Linked DNA regions of Pan troglodytes: regions 2, 3 and 4 are each linked to region 1. The links are chromatin contacts, called in public Hi-C and HiChIP or PLAC-seq maps. All regions are on one chromosome and are shown on one strand. Each heading gives the region's core, a stretch centred on a gene start, on an enhancer-like site or on the middle of the called end of the contact. The rest is flanking DNA. Distances are from core to core; before and after follow the strand shown. Region 1 holds the start of FJX1 (four-jointed box kinase 1). Region 2 holds the start of TRAF6 (TNF receptor associated factor 6). Region 3 holds the start of APIP (APAF1 interacting protein). Region 4 has its middle 23 kb from the start of COMMD9.

Region 1 (5,674 bases), core at 2,346-4,845:
ACTATTTTTTTTTAAGGCTGAGATAAGATTTGGCTTAGCAAAAGGCACTGAAAACATAAGGATGACATTAAATAGTTAAATTACACACTATGTTGTAATGCAGAGTGAGAAGGGGAACCCCCAGAGATTTAATAGCTTCCTGAGTCTATAAAACCCTAGGTTTACAAATGCAAGTCAAATAAAAAACTATTAAAGTTGCAACCAGAAGTTGATTTGAGTTAAAGGTCATTAAATAAAAAGAAGGTAACAGGCAAGATCACTTGGGCCCAGATACCAAAGAAAATGCCAAAATAAAACACCAAAGGCCGTAAAATACAAATCAAGCTCTTCCTCTTGAGATAAAAATCCAAAAATAATTTGTTTGAAGTCCTAGAAAGGGTCCAAATGTCATACACAAAGCACTGTAAGCCTTCATGGTCTCACGCTGGCTGCTCTGAGGGGACCATGCACTTAGTACCCAGAAAACAGTACAACCTCTTCAGAGAACTGGATGAGTCCAGATGTTGGAGATTATGATCTTCTGAATCCATTGGAATTTATGCCAGGAGATTTAAGAGAAGAATTAATTTATGACTTTCTCTACCTGCTCCCAATGTGGGCTCAGCTTATCATCTGTACACATTGTGATGCACTGTAATTACAATGCTGATAATAATTTGCAACATGTGATCACGGTAGTTAAGTTTAAAAAGGGGGTGTTTGTCATATTTTAGTCCCTACATCTGGTTCTATCATATTTGCCAAATGATTAATATAGGAATATATTACAGTGAAATCCTTTCACATCAAAGTTTTATTTGCCAGGAAATAGAACACTTTCCTCCCATCTCTCTCCCCATCTCCCCCCACATTTTAGGCTAAACTCAAATTTCCAGCACCAAGGTTCATCTGAGTGAGGACAGGGAGTCTGCTCTTATCTTTGTTCAATTCTGTAAGTTCTGTAGTCACAACTGGAATGGATATGCATCCTTTGTTTTAAAAACACATCCACAAGAAAGAAAACCTAAATCTTATTCTGAAAGCAGATGGGGCATCAGAAACATCAAACAAGTTAAAACCACAGGAATTAAATTATAAATTTTAAACTCCCTTTTATTGAAATATAAGTTTGTTTAGTATATTTACACCACACTTTATGCACATATATACAGAGAAGGTAAATTCTGTAAAATAAAAAAGTTTTTCTTAATAAAAAATTAAAATCAAAACAAAATAAAGTGCATAAAACTGATTTTTTTTTTCCTTCTGGTGAACATCATCGTTGTCAAAATTTTGGTCGGTTGCGAGAGGGAGGAAGAAATTCATTATTTGACTTAGTGCATACAGCTGGCCCTGAATTTGTAGCCTTCAGGCCAAAATGACAAGAGGTCAGGAATGAGTCAGGCAAATTGTCAAGGTCTGCAGGGCTCCCCAGTCTGGAGGTCCTGCTCTCTTTGTCCTATCGGGAGCCGTCCCCCTGCTTGGAACAGTGATCTCACCATCGCGGCGCTGGAACAAAGGGAGAACACAGGAAGGGGGCTCCACCAGCCAATGTCACAGCCCTGCTCCGGGGCCACCAGCGCTCTGTTTGGTAGAAAATTGCAGAATTAGCTCAACGGCTCAAACGCAAGTTTTCCTTTTTCGAAAAGGGAATGAGGGGGGCCCAAGAACGGGGTGCATCTCCCACAGGGACGGCCACTCGGGGGCCAAACCCCAGTAGCCAGTTTCTTCGGATCCAATCCCCGTGCTGGCACAGTAAAGAATCCTTTTATAAGCTGGGTGGAGAGAATGTTACACTTCTCGCCTCGGTGAGTTCGTCCTCCCAGAACTTTGAAAGGAAACAGCGTGGGATTGAAAGAAAGGGGCAGATGGGTGAAAAGCTGAAGTTTTTAGACACCTTTGCGGGTGGGCGTTGGCCGGCTGGTCCCTGACAGTAGCAGAGGCGACGGCCCTTCCCCCCATCATCCATACCCCAGCCCCAGGTCTCTCTCTTTTCCTCCCGGTGACACTAAGTCCCAGACCGGCGGCCGTACTTGGCCTTGCAGTGCAAAATGTGCTTGGCGAGGAAGTCGAGGCGGCGCTGTAGCAGCTGAGCGTGGGGGTCTGCAAGGGCGGCCAGCTCGGGGAAGCGAGGCTCGTGGCGCCGGTAGAGGCGCAGCAGCCGGGCCGCGGCGTCCTGTCCGCGGTGCAGCTCCAGGACGCGCCGCGCGGTCCGCTCGCGGAACACGCACACTGACTGCAACAGCGGCTCGTTATACTTGTCCCACATGCCTGCTACCCGGTAGCCGTGCACCAAGCCCGCCTCATTGTCCAGAAAGACCAGCGCCCCGCCCGGACCGCGGTGCAGGTTGCTGGTGGCACGCTGCATGACGCGCGGGTCCCACTGCAGGCTGAAGAGGTTGCTTACGAGCCGGTCGAAGTTGGCCGTCAGGTAGTCGAAGAGGATTAAGTCGGTCCATTGTACTAGGTCCACCAGCTCCGCCTGGCTGAGGTTGGCCAGCTCACCCCCGGCATCCCGGAGGGGGCGCAGACGGCCGTCCTCCGAGCGCCAGGGCGCGGGCACCACCACGTCCGTGAGGTTGGGCAGCCAGCGTGTCAGGCTCACCACGCTGCCCTCGGTCCAGTGAGCAGCGCGCAGCTCCTCCTGCACCTGCGCCCACTGCGCGCCCCGAGCCTCCACCCGAGCCAGTGCCAGCGGCGGCACGTGGCGCTGGAGGCCCAGCAGGCGCGCCAGGTAGTAGGACAGGGCCTCGCCCTGAATCTGCTCCGGGTTGATGCCGTAGCGCACGCAGGCGCGGGTGCCGTCGGCAAAACGGGCCAGTCGGTTGGAGCTGCGCCCGCAACCCCCGCGCTCCAGGGCCACCACCCGGGCGCCGCGAGCCGCCTCCAGCCACGCCGCCGCCTGGGCCTCCGAAAAGCCCGGGGGCACCTGCTCTTCCAGGCCGCGGCTCCAGAAGACGCCCCCGTGCACCGCGGCGCTCTCCTCCGGCCGGGGCCGCCTGGCTGGCACGTGCCACCTGGGCTCGCTCCGGGACTGCCGGGGCGGGCCGTCCGCGCCGGCCGCCAGGGTGAGCAGCGCCCGGAAAGTTTTCAGGGAGCCGCCGCGGGCGTCCCACGCCAGGGGCGGGGGCAGAGGGAAGCGAGGCGCGGGCGCGGGGCCGCCGCTCCGGGCCGGGCGCCGTGGGAGTCGGTCTTCGGGCGGCCGGGAGGCGGGCAGCTCGGTCCGCGGCGGCAGGAGCCCTCCCCACATCGCCAGCAGCGAGCCCAGCGCCAGCAGCCAGAGCCCCGCGGTGGCGGCGGCGCCCCGCATCCTCCTGCCCATGCTCCCGCGGCTGTGCCGGTGCGCCGCCGCCGCTTCAAGCCGAGCCCAGGCACCCGGGTCCCGGCGGCGAGGCGGGCCCGGCAGTTTGTGGGCTCCGAGGCTTCGGGCGCTTCGGCCCCATCGCGGCCGCGGGGTGCTGCGGGGCTCTGTCCGGCGCTCCGCCCGGCGCTGGGAACTCGAGTCCCCGCCGCTTCCCAGCTGCTTTTGTATTTCGCTGTGAGACCCTCCGGTGGGCGCGATTCACAGGCGCCCGGACCACGTGGGAGCGAGGGGGATCCCCCTCCCCCTCCTCCGCCTCCGCTCCCCGCCCCCCGCTCCCCCGCCCCCTTCCTCTCCTCTTCCACTTAAAGCGGCGATGGCTCCTTCCGAGAGGGAGAGGCGGCCCCACACTCGGTCTGGGACTTAGGGGCCTGGAGGAAGCCGGACTGGCTGCGCCCGCGCCGGGGCGTAGGAGGGGGTGGCGCAGAGCCGGAGTCTGGGGCCTGGCGGGAGGGACGCGCCCTGGGCCCTCGCGGTGGTGTCGTGGTCGCCGGGTCCCTTTGCCTAGGCAGCGCGGATCTCCTGCAAACTTCAGACAGATTTCCACCTCTTTCCGAGCTCCGCCAGGCTAGGATCAGGCAGGGTCCCTTTGCTTTCTCAGTTTCTGTCTGGGTGATTCACGCTGCTTTATGTAAATCCCTGGGAATGTCTCCGAGCCACAGAGGATGTGATTCCAGCGGAAAGAGGAACCCGCTGTAGCCAACAACTTTGAACCGACACTCCCTTTTCCGAGCTCGCACATCAGCACCAATCAGTATTGGCCGCTCTGCCTTTCCCAAGGGACTCCCAGGGAGTGAAGCCTCGCTGTGCACGTGCCCCTTGAACACCTAGGCCATCTCCCATTCATTCATGGATCCATTCAACACAGCGACTGCCCCTCGGTTCTGGTTCTGCTTACCAGAAGCAAAGTCCACAGATCCGGGTCCCAGTGCTGCTGGAATTTACATCCCAGTGGGACTCTCAGGTTGCTAAGAGAGATTATAGCCATCCAACCTCGTGTTGGGGAGAGGGGAGTCAGGGACGACTTTTCGAAAGAAATGATACCGTTTTGTCCATGAGGAAACTGAGGCACAGAGAAGGGATGGGTGTTGCTCAGGATTGCACAATTAGCAAGTGGCGAAGCTAAAAGTCAAACCCAGGTCTCCTGGCCGCATGCACTTGATTTTCCCTCCATTAAGAAAGATCAGTATTTCTTTTTTAATCAAGTCAGCATTCTCAAGTTTGAAATTCACTGTCATTTGACCACTTTGTTCCCCAAATGTGATTTTTCAATTAAAAGGATTTTTCAAATGAAAAGGAAAAAAACCTCAATCCCATACTGCATTTGATTTACTGCTTTTACGATTTAAGGGAAAAAGAAATGGTGGTGGTGGGGGGGGGGAGGGAGGCGGTGAAGGAGCAAAGAAAACAAAATGAACAACCTCTTCACCCCAACACATCTTCCAGCCACCTCTGGGTTACATTTACTAGGAAAACTTTTGGATGCCAGTCGGCCCTCCCTTACCTCTCTGTATCAGAATGAGTCCCAGATCCACACTGAGATTCCCAGGGTAGACACAAGATCAGGGGCATGGTGGAATCCACCTCTCAAAGGCCAGAGTTTGAAATCTGTTTCCTTACATGGTGTGTATCGTTTCTCTCCTTTCATCTTCCCATCAGGTGCACATGGGGGTTTTCAACTGGACTACCTCATCAGCTGGCACTGATTATGTTTTATTCTCCAAAGAAAAAAGGTTCTAGGGTGATAGAGCGTTCTAGGGTGATAAAGCAGACACTCATGTTTATGCCTGAGCAGTGGCATCAAAAAACCACATTTGGAGTATTCCAGCACTGACCCAGGATACAGTCAAGTGTTTTCACTGGTGTGGTTAAGTACATATTGGATGAACTGTTGAATCTGTTCCCAACCACATGGTGGCTATATCATGCCATTTTATAACTCTTATCTGATAATGAGATTACTATGGCTCCCATATGGTTACATCGAAATATATTAATCCATTCAAAGGTCTTATTTTTTTGCCCTATGTAAGCCCCTCCTCATCTTTCCCTAGCAGGCAGGGACTATGTCTTATTAACTTTTTATTTCTTATACCACCTAACATAGTATATTACACTAAATAAGCACTGAATACATTTATTTTTTTTTGTCTTTTGGTTTAACTTCTACTGGGATATATATGTATTTATTTGAAAGGCAGCCTCTTTCAGCGTGGGCAAACTATAAGCAAGATCGCCACCTAGTGGGCATAAGTAGAGTATCATCTAATTGGAGAAAAGTAGACATTTTTAACTGGATGATTAATTGTTGAAGTTAAATTCGGAAGACTATTA
Region 2 (5,674 bases), core at 901-3,400, 890 kb before region 1:
ACAATCCCAATATCTCAATGGCTTAAAATAACAGGCGTTTGTTTCCTGCTCTCGTAAGTCCAATGCAGGTGGATTGACTTTCCAAGGCAACTGCCCTTCATACATCAACTGAGTGATACATCTCTTCCCTCTTGTAGTTGCCCTTTGCTCCTTGGTTGTACACAGGGGAAACAGTCTTGCAATGAAAATAAAACGCTTTGACCTAGGAATGATATGCATCCTTCTCGTCATAGCTCACAGGCCAGAACTAGTCACGTGGCCCTGCCTGATTGCAAAGGGAAATGGTATTTGTAAGTTTCCTGTGTGCCCAAGGCATGGATGAGCACTAAAACTCTCTCCTATATTGAATAAATTGGATTTGAAGGAGTAGGAAAAGGCCCCTTGAGGGCACTTATGAAAACAATGTAAAGAAACATACACAGAACACCTAATCTTTTTGAAAGCCTGGTGCTGGAGTCTCTCACAATAGATTTTTATTATTTTATACTGACAAAAGCCTGGTAAGGTAGACATTATCCCCTTTTTTATAGTTTTTGGTCATTGTAGTTCATGGAGGTTATGTAACCTGCCCCAGAGCTCACACTAAGAAGTGGAGGGAACTCTGATTCTCTTGCTCTTCCTTTTCTCCAGCTCTCAATTTCATATAATGATATTTTCTTCCATCCCATAAGAGATTTAATTTTTAAGAGGAGCTTCTAGGGAGGGATACACAAAGGCTGGCAATGTTTTATTTTTTAAAGCTGGGTGGTGAGCACACAGATGTTTGTGCTCTTTTTATGTCTTAAGTGTTTCAAAATACAATCTTTTAAAAGGGGGTTGACAGAACCTGAGAACCAGTGATAAATTCTTCTTAAAAAGAGAAGCATTTTTAATGAATATTGGCAGCCAGAAAGTAGGACATACAGTATTGGTAACATTTATTGAGCCCATACTATGTCCTAGTTTTGGGTTTGTTTGTTTGTTCGTTTGTTCCTTGAGACGGGGTCTCACTCTGTCACCCAGGCTGGAATGCAGTGGTGCAATCATGGCTTACTGTAGCCTTGACTGCCAGGGCTCAAGCCATCCTCCCACCTCAGCCTCCAGAGTAGCCGAGACTACAGATGTGCACCACCACACCCAGGTAATTTTTTAATTTTGTGTAAAGATGGGGTCTCACAATGTTGCCCAGGCTGGTCTCAAATTCCTGGCCTCAAGTGATCCTCCTGCCTTAGCCTCCCAAAGTACTGGGATTATAGGCATGAGCCTATTTGTGCCTGGCCAGATAGTTTTAAATAATTTCTTTACATATTTTATCTCATCCTTCCAACAACCCTGTGAGGTAGATACTATTATTATCCCCATGTTAATACGAGATGAGAAAACTGAAACAAGTACAGATTAAGTATTTTACCTAAATCACACATTTATTATAGGAAAAACTGGATTGGAACCAAGCATTCTGGCTTCAGGATACATACGCATGACTACTATCCTGGAAAACCTCCCCTAAGAGGTGGACGATGAACCAAATATGCAGAGGTGGATGAAACTCTTTTGTGCTTCTCCAGCAAAACGCGTGGTACATTCTCTAGACGTTTATGACCAGTTAAACGGGGAATTTAAAATAGTTTTCCCATGACAGAGAAAGACAAAGCCTGGTGTTCTTGGCAGGAAATTCAAAGAAATATTTAAGGCAAGGGCTGACTCCCTTGGACCGGATGAAGGGGAAGAGCAGGTAATAATAGAGGGTTCTATGGATCGCGGAAACTTCCTGGGCAAGGAGGGTGGAGCTGGGGAGGGGTTTAAGAATTCCTGAAGGTCAAGCGATCTAGCCCAGCTGGGGTTTTCTCCTGCTTGGAGAGGGGTGCTATAAAAGCGCAGTTTGGGATTACTACTGTCGCCACTGCTCACCAAATTAAGTTATTCCGGGAGGGATCTTCTCGTCGCCATCCTCATTCCAACACACACCCATTGACACACTCGGGTTCGGCTGTGCGGTGCAACGAATTCCCAGGTGGGACACCCGAGCAGGAAGAAAGCCAGGCTGCGGGGCTGGGGGCGCCGCCCGGCCCGCGCCACAGTCCGCCTGGAGGATCACCGCCAGGGGGCACTCTCTCCGAACTCGGCCGCTCTGTCTCCTCCCCGGCGCGCTCCCTGCCCCTCGCTCCCCGCAGCAAGCAGAGAAGGCGGAAGCAGTGGCGTCCGCAGCTGGGGCTTGGCCTGCGGGCGGCCAGCGAAGGTGGCGAAGGCTCCCACTGGATCCAGAGTTTGCCGTCCAAGCAGCCTCGTCTCGGCGCGCAGTGTCTGTGTCCGTCCTCTACCAGCGCCTTGGCTGAGCGGAGTCGTGCGGTTGGTGGGGGAGCCCTGCCCTCCTGGTTCGGCCTCCCCGCGCACTAGAGCGGTGAGTCTCCTTCAGGCGCCTCCTCCTGGCGGCCGCGGCCTCGCTTCCCAGCGGTCAGGGACGCCGCCCCCCGCCCCTTCGCTCTCGGCAGGTCGGGGACGCAGTCCCTGTCCCCTCGCTTCCCACCAGTCGGGGACGCCTCCCCTGTCCCTTCGCTTTTCACAGGTCAGGGACGCCGCCCCCTACCCCCTTGCTTCCCACAGGTCGGGGACGCCGCCCCTGTCCTCTCGCTTCCCGCTGGTCGAGGACACCGTTCCCTGCCCCTCGCTTCCCGCAGGTCGGGACGCAGCCTCTGTCCCCACGCTTCCCACAGGTCGGGGACACCGTTCCCTGTCCCCTGACCTCTGCTCCCCAGGCCTCCTCTTCCTCGCTCACTCCACCCCCTAAAAAACCCCGCGTTGCCTTCCTCAACCTCGCTCCCCTCAACTCCGCTTTTTCCCCTTCCCAGATAAGGAAATTGCCTCCTGCAGTTGTCCGCTCCTTGGAGCAAACACCTGCTTAAATTTTTAAAAAATCCTTTACGTTCCTGGCGACTCCGTCTGTCACTGTCATGGGAAAGCTATTTTTGGATTCCCTGTTGAACTCGATAGAAGTCTCAGGCAGCGAGTTTAAAAAAAAAAAAAGGCTCAGATGACACGAATGTTTTCTCCCCCGCCCCTACACTCGGTAGTTCGAGCGATTGTTCCAGACGCCGGGTTGATAAAGCTGTTCCTAGTATTTGGCTTAAGGGGAACTCCAGCTGAGTTAGGACTGTCTTGAATGTGAACAGAAAGCACCTAAATAAAGTATTAGCAGCTTCGCTGTATGGTATTTAATTGTTTCTTTCTCTGAGAGCAGATTACTATTACTGAATGTCTTGTTACATAGGTTCCATGTAGAAACGAGAAAAACTGGTAAAGAAATTCTGTGTTGGCCTTGTGAACTTGGCCGCTATCATTTCATTCATTCTCCTTTGATTACTAGGGAAGGGAGAGGGGCTTTTCAAATTTTGAGGTTGAGTTGAGTGTATAGGCAGGAACAATGTGGCCTCTTTTGTGACTCTAGGAAGGAGTCCGGCATGTGGTGGGTACAGGATCACATCAGAGTTTCAGCCTGCATGCACCACAATATTTCAGAATTGTAACATGAGCTCTTCTCTGTGATAAATTTGGGCATGTGATGCCGATAAACTTTTGGTCACTTAGATTTGGAGAGAAGTTCAAATCCTTGCCTCCTGGAGCAGAGTAAATCGTGCCCAGGAAGGGGAATGCCCCTTGAATTTGGATTCAAAGTTAAGGCACAACAGTTGGGTATTTTGCAGCATCTCTTGGCCATTGGAGTACATTTGTAGGTCTTCACACTTTAGAAATTTAAGAAGCTGGTAAACAGTTTCTGTTTCTAAAGCTAGTAGCACATTAAAGATAATTTCTCATATTTTCTTTACATGGTTTTACTTTAATAAGTTACATGTTTACTCATGTATGAATTTCAGTTGACTTAAAATTGACTCATTTAAGACATAACTTGTTGACTTCTTTTAACTTGGCACATACCTCCTTAGCATCTGCCTTGGAGGACAAACTTTTTGTGGATTATCCTACTTCCCCCTCCCCCAAGACATGTTACAGTATTCTCTTTTGATTATAATGTACACCCAGTTACTAATTTGTGAATTTAAGTCTTGATTTATGACAAGGCTGTTTTCAATACTACTCATTTTACGGCTGAAATAAGTTAGCAGTAGTTACATTCCACAATCTTTAAGGTAGTGCTTATCATACTAGATTTTGCAACTGCAAAAGGGAATTACAATCAGGACACTCTTAACATACAAGTTAAGGAACAATTTATACTTTGTTCCATCCCTTCATTAATTCCTGTAGAAAGCCATGTAAGTATACTAGAATAGAGGCTGTAAGAAATTTTTATTTTAGGCCTGGCATAATGGCTCATGCCTGTAATCCCAGCACTTCGGGAGGCTGAGGTGGGAGGATAGCTTGAGACCAGCCTGGGCAATATGGCAAAACCCTGTCTCTACAAAAAAATACAAAAATTATCCAGGCTTGGTGGCACACACCTGTAGTCCCAGCTACTTGGGAGACTGAGGTGGGAGGATCACTTGAGCCCAAGAGGTGGAGGCTGCAATGAGCCATGATCGTGCCACTGCACTCCAGCCTGGGCAATAGAGCAGGACCCTGACAAAAAAAAAAAAAAAAGTGTGTGTATATATATATGTATATATACACACATATATAAAATACATGTATATATACATATATAATATATACATATATTTTATATATGTATATATGTATAATACATGTATATATGTATATCTACATATATGTGTATATATACATATATACATTTATATATGTATGTATAATACATGTATATATACGTATATACACATATATACATATATACATTTATATATGTGTATATACGTATATATACAAAGCACTTTTTGTTCTTCTCTTAGTGTTAGTTATCGTTATAATTAAGTTAGAAACGTGATTTTTCCTTAAGTCATTGCAGTTCTTAAAACTAAAGGGACAAAATGTTTTACCAAAGAAAGAGGAAACAAAAATGCGAAGTGGCAGTCAAGAATTGTTTTTAACTTAATTTTCCCTTTATGTCTAGTTACATGGAACTAAATACTGTGGACTTAAAGGATGACTATATGAAAAAGTTTATTTGGAAAATAGAAAGCTTCTGGATTGCATCTTAAAGCATGGAAAGTAATGTGAAACTTGAAGGCAAATAGATTTTGAACATGCTCACTTTTATGTGTCACACTGCATTCCCACAGTGGAGTTCCTTTTAAGGAATTATAACTGATTAGACAGATTTTCTTAGGAACACATTAGCTATAAAAGGTCTCTTCAGACCTAAAGACCTTCAAGCCTTTTGAACTGGACTGGAAGCAGGCAGTGTATAGACTATCCAGTAAACTACATTTTAAACTGGACATTTGGGCAGAAAAGAAAAGATACACCTAGCTTCATAATTTCTGCCTTTGTCTTCTGGCCAGCACTTGGATATATGTCATACACCAAATAACAAATGCTAATTCCTCAAAAGTGATTTTACTTAAAAAAAAAAAATGGTTCAAGACTGAAATATACCTGATGTTGTCAAGCGTAGAGAAAATGGACTGTTGCGTATATACTGTGCTTGTATGAGTGGAAATTAGAATGTCTTTGATACATATTGGATAACCAGCATTATCTATCAGAAAGCTTAAAAAGTTACATACCCTCTGATCCAACAATTCTACCTCTAGGAAATTTACCTAAGGAAGTAATTGGACAC
Region 3 (5,674 bases), core at 1,808-4,307, 710 kb after region 1:
GACTGACAAATTTTTAAAGATATTTGTGTGAAAGACGAAACAGTTCAATAAATGTACTTAATTTATATAGTTTACAGTAATCCAAATAGTTGTTTAGTTTTATAAAACTACAGTTTCTACCAAGCTCAGAGAAAAAACACCACCGTAAATTCACAGTTTGTAAAACAAATAGTTCAAGGATTGCCACGTGTTTTCGGCATGGCAAAACAAAAATCTGTATGTAGGTGAAAGTCAGAAGCGGATATATTTTGGCTCGGTATTAGGAAAAAAGTCCAACACTTCCAAATACTTAGTATTTCCAAATACTTTCCACAGCTTCACATGCAGAATGCCATGCCTCAAAAGGTTCACGTCCTAATACCCAGAACCTATGAATATGCTGTTACGTGGCAAGAGGGAATTAAGGTTAAAGATGGAATTAAGGTTTCTACTCAACCTTGAGATGGAGAAAATATTCAGGATCATCCAGATGAGCCCAATGTAATCACAAGGGTCCCTGTAAGTGGCAGAAGGCAGAGGGGAGTATTAAGAGTGATGTAATGTGATAAAGACTGAACCAGCCATTGCTGACTTTGAAGCCCATGAGTCAAAGAATCTTAGAAGCCTCTAGAATCTGGAAAACTTAAGGGAATGGGGTCTCGAGCCTCCAGAAAAGAATGCAGCTCCTACCAATAGCTTGATTTTAGCCTAGTTAGATCCATTTTGGACTTCGGACCTCTAGAACTATGAGATGTGAATTTGTGTTGTTTTAAGCCACTAATTTCTGGTAATTCGTTGCAGCAGCACTACAAAACTAATTTGGCTTTCCTTGAGATGCCGTGCCTTCTTCCTGACAGATGGTATTCAAACTGGGGTAGACAAGTTGTTCATGGTATATGTCTAGGGGATAGGGAATAGGTAAAAAAGCATCATCAGGATGCAGATAAGGATTGCTTGCCTAACTGAGTTTCTAAAGGCATTAAACTGGGCCTATGTATACTTTTTTTTTTTTTCTCCTGAGACAGGGTCTCACTCTGTCACTCAGGCTAAAGTGCAGCGGCAGGATCATAGCTCAATGAAACGTCTAACTCCTGGGTGCAACGGATCCTCCTGCCTCAGCCCCTGGAGTAGCTGGGATGCCAGCACGCCTGGCTTTTTTTCTTTCATTTTTTTTTTTTTTAAGTAGAGACGGGGGTCTCACTTTGTTGCCCGGGCTGGTCTCCAACTCCTGGGCTCTAGCTATCTTCCAGCTTCGCCTCCCAAAGTGCTGGGATTACAGGCGTGAGCCACTACGTGCACATTTTTGTGTGTGACCATTTATGGTACTTTCTCTGTACAGAGTCTGTAACATTTTCAAAGATTCTCAAAAGGATCTGCTTGATAAACAAGATTAAGAGCACTCTTCCTAGATTATATCCAATACTAAACTTTTAATATTCCGTGATTTTCTAAGGCAGTGAGTCTCAAAGCTCATTCCATTAAATGTCAAAATAAAACATCAAAACTCATCCAACATTTGTAAAATGCAGATTCCTGAGCCCCACACCAGACCAGACCGAATCTCTAGGAGCTGGAAAAAAGTTTAATTTCAACAAACTTGGAGGAGGGAAAAGAAGGAATTCTGCACACACTGTTAAAGCACCTCTGCTCCAAGGAATATGTTATGAAACATTACACCAAAAATGAAATAAATTGTTCCCATTACGGAACCTTTAGGAACCCCAATACACTCATCTTACCATGTGACTTTGTGTGATTTTTTTTTTTTCTGAGCCTAAGGTAGCTCAGAATATGAAGGCAACGTCTACTAGACCTATTTAAATTAAAATTCATTCTGTAGAGTGCCAGGAACGATGATTGGCAGGTAATACATCACACTAAAAAACGTCAGTCCTATTCTCCATCCCCGCCTCCCTCCAACCCTCTCCCAAAATAAGGAAAAATAATACCCGGCCTGCCATTTTGCATACTGTTAAATACTGCAAGAATTGTGTTAACTGCATCAATATCATTACTAAACAACAATTTTCTATAATAAATTTTTGGTATGATTTATCTCCTAAATGTTCGTTCTTTCAAGCGAATATTTGCTTGAAACATTCTCCTGGACCTTTGTCTATTGTGATGCCGTAGGAATTTACAAATTTAAGTCTTCCACGAGTCATGGCGTGGGGTAAAACTCGACTGGCCTCAATGAAAACACCTCCTAAGAGAGAGAGGCCTAGAGAATAAGTAAGAACTCCCAACAGTGGCTTTTCAATCTCGGCAACCTTGGGCAGCTTTTTCTCGTCCGAGACGTTTGACAACCCTAAAGAAACCTGAGCCTTGATTGGAAAGGGGGCTGAGGGAGGAGAGTTTGGGAACCCTCTCTGCGCCTCACAAATAACCCAAATTCCAAGGCAAGGTCACAAAGCCATACAAACCAGGGGGCCTAGGGCAGAGTCGAGTTCTCCCAGCTGCCAAGAAAGCCCTTCACAGCATGCATTAGGCCAAGTCGGCGGACCCCACCCGGAGAAGGAGGAAAGGGAATAAGGAGCCCGCGCACCTCCACACCCAAAAGCAGGCCCTCAATCATAACTGCCCCTGTCCCAGGCCCATCACTCAGCTACACAGAGAAGCTGAGTGAGCCCCGGCCACTCACCCCGAAGCCACTGCGTGCTGTTAAACCATCTCCAATTAGCTCCGCGGCTTACAGACCACCCAAGAGCCCCCTTCACCAGCCCTACGCTTCGGCGGCCAGGGAAGCCCACAAGATAACGCAGCAGCCGCGGATCACAGCCCAGCCTCCAGGAGGCCGCCATCTTCACGGCCTTCTCACTGGCTGCCCGCAGCACAGCCTGATGTCCAGCATCAAGGCCCCGCCTCCCGCATGGTTGGCCACGCCCCCAGACGCTCTCGGTGCCTTTAGGTCTCTCGGACTTGAAGCCCCGCCCGCCAACCCAGCCCCGCCTCCAACCACGTTGGCCTTGCCTCCCGGGAAGTCAGGTGCGCCGCTGGATATCCCAGCCGGCGGGGCCTTACCAGACCCCGGCCCCCGCCCCGTTCGCCCCGCCCCCGGGCTGCCCTCAGCGCCGCCTGATTGCATTTGCGGCCTCGCTGCCGCATCCCAGGCTGAGCGCCGCGCGCAAAGCCGTGCGGAGATTGGAGGCCGCGCGGGTCCCTGGTCTGGGCCATGTCTGGCTGTGACGCTCGGGAGGGAGACTGTTGTTCCCGGAGATGCGGCGCGCAGGTAGGGGCGGGGCCACCGGTGCCCGGTATTCCCAGGAGGAGAGGCCCAGGCGGGACCCGGCGGCTGGAGCTGGGCGCGGGGTAGCGGGCCGGGCGTTTGGCTGTGGGGCGGGGCTTCGGGCCTGGCCGTTCGCTACCCCGGCGCACCGCGACCTTCGCGTTCGGAAGCAAGGCTGCGAGGCCCCAGGAGATCAGTGGTCTCGGGCGGGGCGCTCCGATGGCAGGAGCTGGGCGCCAAACGTTGGAAAGAAGCAAATAACTGAGAGGAGAGCGTTTAGGTGACCTCAGCGGGTATTTATCAGGAAGGCAGGCCAGAGAAGGAATCGTGAAGCACCGAAGTGGAGCTGGGGCGAAGAGCGCGCCCCCCGAGCTGCTTTTCTGCGCCCTGACGACCAGTTAGGCGTTTGGGGAGACGTTTGGCACTCGGGAGACGTTTGCCGAACCGGAGCTGTGCCTCAGCTGCCAGCGCTTTGCCTTTGAGCAGTTGCTCCTTGCCTATCTCCGTTTAGATGAATTGTGGGATGATCATGGGAACGATTCTTCCTTAAGCCGAAGTCAAAGGGAAATCCACCCTCACGCTGCATGTAGTTTTCGGTCATTTACACAAACCAACAGTTTTATGGAGCGCCTTCTACGCGCTCAGAGATAGGAATATGTAAGATAAATGGCCCAGGGTCTGGAGAACTAGACGAATAAGCAGTTTCAGCACAATATGATAAACCCCACCCAAGAGGCAGGGAAACCCCTCAAAATTAGCTTCCTTATTCCCCCTATCTTATTCCTCCTATCTATATCTTTCTTAGGGTTGAAATCCTAATTAAAAAGTAGTAACTCGCGGGAGATTTCATTGCTAAACATTTGTCAACCACTTTCTTGTTTGAATAAGTGACTTCCCCAAATTAGCAAAGACGACTCTGAAAATAGAATGCTGGATAGGCAAGATTGGATGAGAGAGAGAAGATCTTGGAGATAGGACAGGTAACTGGAGATCGTTCCTAGGCAAGTGTGTATGGAGAAGTGTCCGTACCCTCAATCAGTAAATCTTAGTGTAATGTCATCAGAATGAGCATCAAAGAGAGCCTTAAGGGACCCGAGAATAAACTAGGATTCTCAAACCAAACATGGCCCACAGACAGCTTGGTGGACAGGCATGGTTTTTTTTTTGCTGCACTCAATGTTCATGAAAAATTTGAGCCAACTTTTTTTTTTTTTTTGACACGTTTTGCTCTTGTCACCCAGGCTAGAGTGCAGTGGCGTGATCTCAGCTCACTGCAACTTCTGCCTCCTTGGTTCAAGCGATTTTCCTGCCTCAGCCTCCCAAGTAGCTGGGATTACAGGCGTGTGTCACCACACCCAGTTAATTTTTGTATTTTTAGTAGAGACTGGGTTTCACCATGTTGGCCAGGCTGGTCTCGAACTCGTTATCTCAGGTGATCCACCCGCCTCAGCTGTCCAAAGTGCTGGGATTACAGGTGTAAGCCACCACGCCCGGCCAAGCCAACATTTCAAAATCCGGAATCATTTCAGCTTCTTTTAAAGCCTCAGAACACATGGTGACATTGGGCCCTTATTTTTTCATGGGATCTGGATTGTGGTTACTAGTGAACACCACCTTTATAGAGGCTGCTGGCCAGGTTACCACAGCTTCCACTACTCACACGGGATTTGCATATCTAGTTAAATACATGAGCCCCTCTAGATATTTGTATTTGTCTGGTTTTGTACAAATACATAAAAACAGCAATAAGAAAAGTTTTAATAAGTCATAAAATTTCATTGTAGTTTTAGGGGGTCATGGGCAATGGAAAGAGACAGTCTCTTTGGCCTTAAGGAAGGGGAATGTTCAACTGTAAGTGATTAATTCAACGAATATTTAGTGAGCACCTACTATGTGCCAGGCATTGTGGATTTAAGAGTGCAAGCTGCATCTGGTTCCTTCTCCCCTAGAACATGCTGTACAGTGGAAGAGACAAATTAGCAAAGAGACAAAGATGGTATGACAACATGACATAGTTTGACACATGATGATATGACTTAGATGGGAAAGTTCAAGGTAGTTTAGGAGTATACACTTGAATGGGTTAGAGAATACCTCAGGAAAAAGTGAAAGTATCTACTGAGGCCTAAAGGATCAGGAAGACAACCACATGCAATGAAAGTAAGGATATTCCAAGTAGGGGAAGTAGCATGTACACAATCTCAGGGTTGTCCTTGATTACAGACATGGTGTGTTCCCATATTAAGTTTGGTGTTCTGGAACATAAAGTAGGGGCCAGAGACTTGAGATGAAGCTAAAGAGAAAAGCTAGTGAGAGGTGAAGCCGCTGGGCTTCTGGGTCGGGTGGGGACTTGGAGAACTTTTCTGTCTAGCTAAAGGATTGTAAATGCACCAATCGGCGCTCTGTGTCTAGCTAAAGGTTTGTAAACCCACCAATCAGCTCTTTGTAAAATGGACCAATCAGCAGGAT
Region 4 (5,674 bases), core at 2,190-4,689, 650 kb before region 1:
TTCAAAAGAATTGTGGCCAGGTGCAGTGGCTTGCGCCTGCATTCCTAGCACTTTGGGAGGCCAAGGCGGGCAGATCACTTGAGGCCAAGCATTTGAGACTGGCCTGGGCAAGATGGTGAAACTCTGTCGCTACATAAAATACAAATATCAGCTGGGCGTGCTGGTGTATGCCTGTAGTCCCAGCTATTCAGGAGGCTGAGGTGGGAGGACTGCTTGAGCTTGATTGAGGTGGCAGTGAGCTGAGATCGCACCACTGCTCTCCAGCCTAGGTGACAGAGTGAGACTCTGTCTCAAAATAAAAATAAAAAAGAATTGTAATAATACATGCCCCAACACCCCATTTCAGCTTTTTTTCTCATGATATAATGATAAATCTCCTCACCTGTGTGGCACATGAGAGAACTTGAAACATTTTCTTAGATATCATCTTACCTCTTCACACAAACCTTCTGAGGTTATTGGAGCATCCATTCACAAGTATTTGTGCATTTTACTGAGGACAAGTCAGCTCAGAGTAGTCTGGGGCTGAGCTGGAACTTGTGTCTGGGGCTTTCAACTCAAAAGCCAGTGTTTTCTCCATTCCTGCCTCAATCTGGGGAAGAGAAAACTCATGATTCTTTGCAGATCGCCTAAATTTCCCCTTAATTTGGCAACTTTCGGCTCACTCCGTCATCAGTCCTGCCTTACCATCTCCATCTGGATCATGGTCATTTTCCTTTGCCTCCCTTTTCTGGTGATTTTTAGGTCCAAAGACAAATTGGCACGAGGACCAGACATTTGGGTTCTTCCCACACAAGCCAGTTCTCTGAACACACACAGTGGGCACCATGTCCAATAGTCATTAGTCAAGCTCTGTGGTCTGGTATTTACAAATTTCCAGGAAACGAGTCCAGCGTGGTGCGAGAGGCTCTCCGTTACTTTGTTCAGTAAGCTGAAATGTTATCAGAAGTGACAATTTTTTTAAAAATTATTATTTGTTTTAATATTTTAATCTAGAAGCCATTGGCTACCTGGCATTTTGAAAGTTTTCCAGTGGTTGAACATTTACAAGAACAATTGTGAAACTGTGCCTGTTGGCTTCCAAATACTGATCGTTCCTAAACATTCTCTTACCAGCATAATGTTGACCTTTGCACAACTTCCTTCTTTCTTTGGTGCTCACATTTCTGTGATTTAATCGTCCTTTTTACAAGTACTTTAAGAAAGAAAAAATAAAAAAGATTTTCTAGTAGTATTCCCTGGTTGGTGTCAGAGGACCCTAAACTCTAAGGAGAGGGAATGGTTCTTTATTTGGGGAAGTGTCAAGAGCTCTTGAAGGTTAGTCTGAGAGGCTGAGTTTCTATTAGCCTCAGGCCCTTGGGAAAGTCTCTAATGGGCTTTTAGGTCTCATCTGTAAGTAGAGATGATAACTACTTAAGTAATGCATCTCATAAATTTACGGTAAACTGCATAGACCCACAGGCTGAAGAATAGAACTTTCTTGGCTATTGTTATCAATGTTGAACTAGCCATATGACCTAACACACATACCACACAGTAAAATACAATACTGTCCCAACAAACTGAATGATAAAGGATTTGAGAGATGCTCTGGGATATCAGAGGGCATGGGGTCATTGTTATACACATGCTGGATCCCCAGCTCAGGGGATGGCCTCTGCTTAGAATTTCAGGAACTCTGATAAAGCTCTTACTCAAGATATTTTTGCTTATTTGCTTATTAAACATCAGGGAGCAAGAGTCACTGTATTAGGATATTGATTTGGCTGCTTTAACAAAAGCCCAGCTTCCATGGATTAAAGAATTTAGAAGTTTCTATGTAAAAGTCTGAGCTGGTAGGGGCTTTGAGTGGGTAGGATCGTTCTGCTCTGGTTTATAGACTCAGAATCCTTCCATCTTGTTTCACCAACCACCAAGTATTGCCCTCATTGCTGTGAGCAAAGCCTGTGCCCCATCACCCTCCAAGTCTATATCCCAGCCATGGGAAAGAGGGAAGGGGAAGAGGATGAGGAGGAGGAGGGTATACCCCAGAAGTTGCCACGTTATTTTCACTCATATCCCACTGGCCTCAATCACATGATCTATACTTAGCTGCAAGATAGGTTGGGAAATACAGTCTCTGCTGGGTGGTCTTGTGTGTAGCTAACACATTGGGGTGGGGGAGGGCAGGAGAATGAGCTAGTGGGTTTCTGTATTTTACTGAAATAGAGCAGATAGTGAGAGACAATTCACAGGTACGGTCATAAACACCCACTCAGTTGACTACAGCTCAGTGTGGCTTAATTTATCAGTTGCTTTCCTGGAAGCAGGTTTTCTGCAGGAAGAGAAAAGAACAGAAAGGAGCTATGCAGTGGTGGGGAGGAGCAGGTGGTGATGTGGGTGCTTCTTGAGGACAGAGACCATGTCTCATTCACTCGGTATCCATGATATCTTCCACTGTGACTGGCGCACAGTACATTGCCCCATAAATGTCCCTTTGCATCCCACTTCTTCCACAAACTCACAGGATTTGACCTGTGTAGTAAACCATGCCTGAATTAGATTGAATGCAATAGAATGGCAGACTGACAGAATTCACGCTCACTTGAATTGCTCGTCCTAAATCGACCTCAGCTGGGCCCTAATTCACCAACTAGGTGATTTCATCATTCTCCAGCTTGCTTTCATTCTCCAGCATTGATTTCTGGCCTTTATTGGTTTTGAGTCTGTGAGCGTGGGAGATTTGTTCATAGCAGTCTCCCAGCCACACTATTTGGCTTGGGTAGGAAGAGGTAGGGATTGGGAACTCTGGATGAGGGTAGGAAGGAGCTGCTGCTGAGGTGGTAAGTGGAGGGGCAGACGTGGATCTTCTGAGCTCCTGCCACTGTAGAGTTCAGGGACCAGCACTTCCAAGGGGTCAGCAAAGTCTCCAACTGCTGGAGGAGGGCAGGAAAGAGGCACTAGCCCTGGGCCTGAGCAGAGGTGGCAGCATGGTCACCAGGGCTTTGCCCCGCCATGCCCTCTCTCTGGAATGGCTTCCCTTAATCCTGGCCTAATTCCTAGTCATCCTTCTGGATTCAGGAGCAGCACCTAACAGGGGCCCAGGAAGTCAAATTAACTGGCCTGTCTTCCCCACCTGCGTTTTCTCCATCATTCCTCAGCACACTGCATTTTAATGGTCTGTGTCTGTGCCTTCCCCCACACACTGTTCACCTTTCTGTTCCCCACACCTGAGCGCACAGATAATGGGCAGCTTCTGTGGGTACCGAGAGCTTCCTGGCACCAGCTGAACTGGAAGTGTATCCCTGGGGCTACTTCTATAAAAGAGATCATTGGTCAAGGGGCCATACCCTGTTTGGTGACCCAAGGTTATCATGGGCAAAAGCCAAACCTCACCTGGGCGCAGCTGGAGCTTCCCCAAGATGCCCAGCAGATGGCGCAGTCGTCCTCCTTATCTTCCCACCTTGGCCTAAAATCGGAACAAAGACCAGGGAAGCTGAGGGAAGGTGGGGTAGTGGGCAGGCCTCTCCTAGAACCCCGCAAGGGGAGAAGCTTCCTGCAAAAGAAAACCTCAGGCCCAGACCCTTCACCTAACAGAACTCTCCTGCTCAGGCCCTGGGCAACATAGGCAGAGAAGGCAGAAGACAGAGCAGGCAGCGCAGGCCCACCCAGGGCACCCATTCAACCCTGCTCCCCAGACCCAGCTGCAGAAGCCCCCAGGGTCTCCTCGGTGCTTCTGAAATGCCACCATTAGGGCCCATTAGATACAACTCTTCCAGATCAGGTTTTGCTCATGGCAACCATGCAAGTCCCACAGTCAGTCCACAGTGGAACTTTCTACACCTGGACAGGTGGTGGAGCCAGGATTCAAATTTAGGTCTGCTTAGAGCTAAGTCTCAGTTTCTCATCTCTAAAAGAGAGAGATGGAAAGTACTTTTTCCTGGCAATGCAGCTTGGAGGGGATTCATTGTACATGAAGGTGTCTGAGAAATAAAGGATGCCCAGTGTTGGTTTAACTTCAAATATGTACACAGGTGCCTCCACTGGGGTGAGCCCTTCCACAAATCAGAGGACTCATCAGTTCTTTTCTGAGAGTAGGTTTGATGTGATGGGGTTGGGGGTGGGGGGACATGGCAAGGAGTCCTTGTCACCTCTCATCTGGACGAGTCCAAAGGCCTCCAAACTGGTTCCCTGCCTCCCATCGTGCCATCCCTCTCACCCCGCCTCCCATCCTTCCTCCTCATTGCTGCAGGTGTCTTGCAAATGGAAATCTAATGTCACTCTCCTGCCTAAAATACTCAGAATAAAGCCCAAACTCAGAAGAATATTACTCAGTGTCCTTTACAACCTGATTTCTGACGACATTTTAGTCTCATGAAATAAAATTAAGAAATGGACTTAAATCAGAATCAGCAGTGCCAGGGCCAGGGGCTGGAATGGGTCCTGGGTGATGATTCGGGTCAGCTCTGGGCCTCAAGGCCAGAAGCAGTGACAGGATGAGGAAGAAGGGAATGAGAGGGCTTGGTAGCCCGCATTGTCCAATTCTCGATCTGCGTTTTCTCAAGGACAGGGCCTGGGACAGTGCCTGTAGTTACAGATACTCAGTCAGGATTTGTTGAATGCATGTAGGAATGAATGAACAAATGAATGAAAAAAATGGCTATCCTGACAGGGACTAGGGTTGACTGAGTGGTCACTCAGTCAGTGCCACCAGCCACTGCCTTTTGCTAACCTCAGAGGCTGGAAGGGGCACTGCTGGAGGACAGTGAGGCTGAGGAGAAGAGAGCTCGTCTCAGCTGCACCATCTGGGACCCAGCTCTAGGGGTCTGGGTAACAGTGACATCAAGAGCAGAAATCCTAGAGCCTGCTATGCCCACAGCCTCTGAATGCTTGTCCCAAACCTCCCAAGAAAATCACCCGGGCTGCAGAGCCCCAGGGAACCCCCATGGTCATCCAGGGTGCATGGGCATGGCTGCCGGCCATCTGTTTCCCAGGATGGATTTCTCCCTGGCACAGATGGTGAATCCAGACTCCTCTCTCCCATGTCAAACAGCCAGCTGTGGAAGACACTGCATTGCTGCAGTCTCTGCCTGGTCTCTCTGTGACCCCATTTTCCACATCATTCGCCTCCACTCCTCTCCATATGTTGGTTTCATTTCAACCTTATCCAAAAAGAACTCCTCCCTCTGGTTGGTCTGTTGAGCCATCTCACAAAATGAAATTCATAGCATCTGTAGCAGTGGGAAACTCTTCTCTTTGCTTGTTTAGCAGAGACATGGGTATCCCTTCATCCCCCTTCACAACCTTAGCCCATCCTCATCATGATCTCTCACCTGGAATACTGGATTAGCCTCCAAAGGGCACCCTGCACTGGCCTTGTCCTCCCCAAGTCCAGCCCTCCCAGTGCTTTCCAGAAAGTAAACTTGATCTGGTTTTACCCCCTAAACCTGGTCCCACCTTCCCGGGCTTCTCCATCTTAGTAAACAACAGCTCCAACCAGAGACGTGGGAAACATCACTGCCTCCTTCTCTGCCTGCTGCTATACCCACCTTCCTCCCATTTAATCCATTAGCAAGACTTGCTGGTTCTCTCTCCAAAATATACTCACATTGGTCCATTTCTCTCCATCTCTGCACCACCTTGGTTAATGACTCTGTCATTTCTCACCTATGGTAGCCTCTAAGCATGATGACAT

The links. A called contact is a pair of places that touch in the nucleus more often than the background predicts. HiChIP or PLAC-seq counts read pairs in DNA pulled down with a chosen protein or histone mark.
Region 2: an H3K4me3 HiChIP or PLAC-seq map of stem cell-derived excitatory neurons shows a contact between it and region 1, with 7 times the contacts expected there. The contact joins the promoter of TRAF6 here to the promoter of FJX1 in region 1. A contact is called at or near these places in 1 of 1 datasets of contacts at active chromatin or transcription factors (stem cell-derived excitatory neurons) and 1 of 1 other capture datasets (stem cell-derived neural stem cells).
Region 3: a Hi-C map of stem cell-derived neural progenitor cells shows a contact between it and region 1, with 4 times the contacts expected there. The contact joins the promoter of APIP here to the promoter of FJX1 in region 1. A contact is called at or near these places in 1 of 7 Hi-C or Micro-C datasets (stem cell-derived neural progenitor cells) and 1 of 1 datasets of contacts at active chromatin or transcription factors (stem cell-derived excitatory neurons).
Region 4: a Hi-C map of stem cell-derived neural progenitor cells shows a contact between it and region 1, with 11 times the contacts expected there. The contact joins the enhancer-like site here to the promoter of FJX1 in region 1. A contact is called at or near these places in 5 of 7 Hi-C or Micro-C datasets (blood, induced pluripotent stem cells, a lymphoblastoid cell line and 1 more), 1 of 1 datasets of contacts at active chromatin or transcription factors (stem cell-derived excitatory neurons) and 1 of 1 other capture datasets (stem cell-derived neural stem cells).

The regions. Positions count from the first base shown.
Region 1 is chr9:39,627,193-39,632,866 of NHGRI_mPanTro3-v2.0_pri, reverse strand. FJX1 (four-jointed box kinase 1) reads right to left here and starts at 3,595. Exons shown (of 1, transcript XM_508371.7): 1 at 1,067-3,595. The coding sequence starts at 3,301. The coding sequence ends at 1,988.
Region 2 is chr9:40,519,933-40,525,606 of NHGRI_mPanTro3-v2.0_pri, reverse strand. It overlaps TRAF6 (TNF receptor associated factor 6), which reads left to right and starts at 2,150. Exons shown (of 7, transcript XM_001154136.7): 1 at 2,150-2,380. It overlaps RAG1 (recombination activating 1), which reads right to left and starts at 1,977. Exons shown (of 2, transcript XM_016920686.4): 1 at 1,891-1,977.
Region 3 is chr9:38,920,893-38,926,566 of NHGRI_mPanTro3-v2.0_pri, reverse strand. It overlaps APIP (APAF1 interacting protein), which reads left to right and starts at 3,057. Exons shown (of 7, transcript XM_508364.6): 1 at 3,057-3,208. The coding sequence starts at 3,152. PDHX (pyruvate dehydrogenase complex component X) reads right to left here and starts at 2,798. Exons shown (of 11, transcript NM_001280073.1): 1 at 2,621-2,798. The coding sequence starts at 2,780.
Region 4 is chr9:40,276,401-40,282,074 of NHGRI_mPanTro3-v2.0_pri, reverse strand. No RefSeq gene overlaps it. Among named protein-coding and RNA genes, the nearest start is that of COMMD9, 23 kb to the left of the region's middle. Within about 2 kb of position 3,439, at least 4 of the 24 cell types and tissues checked have an H3K27ac peak or open chromatin away from gene starts, as enhancers often do. A contact at or near this core is called in induced pluripotent stem cells, stem cell-derived neural progenitor cells and stem cell-derived neural stem cells, where this site is marked.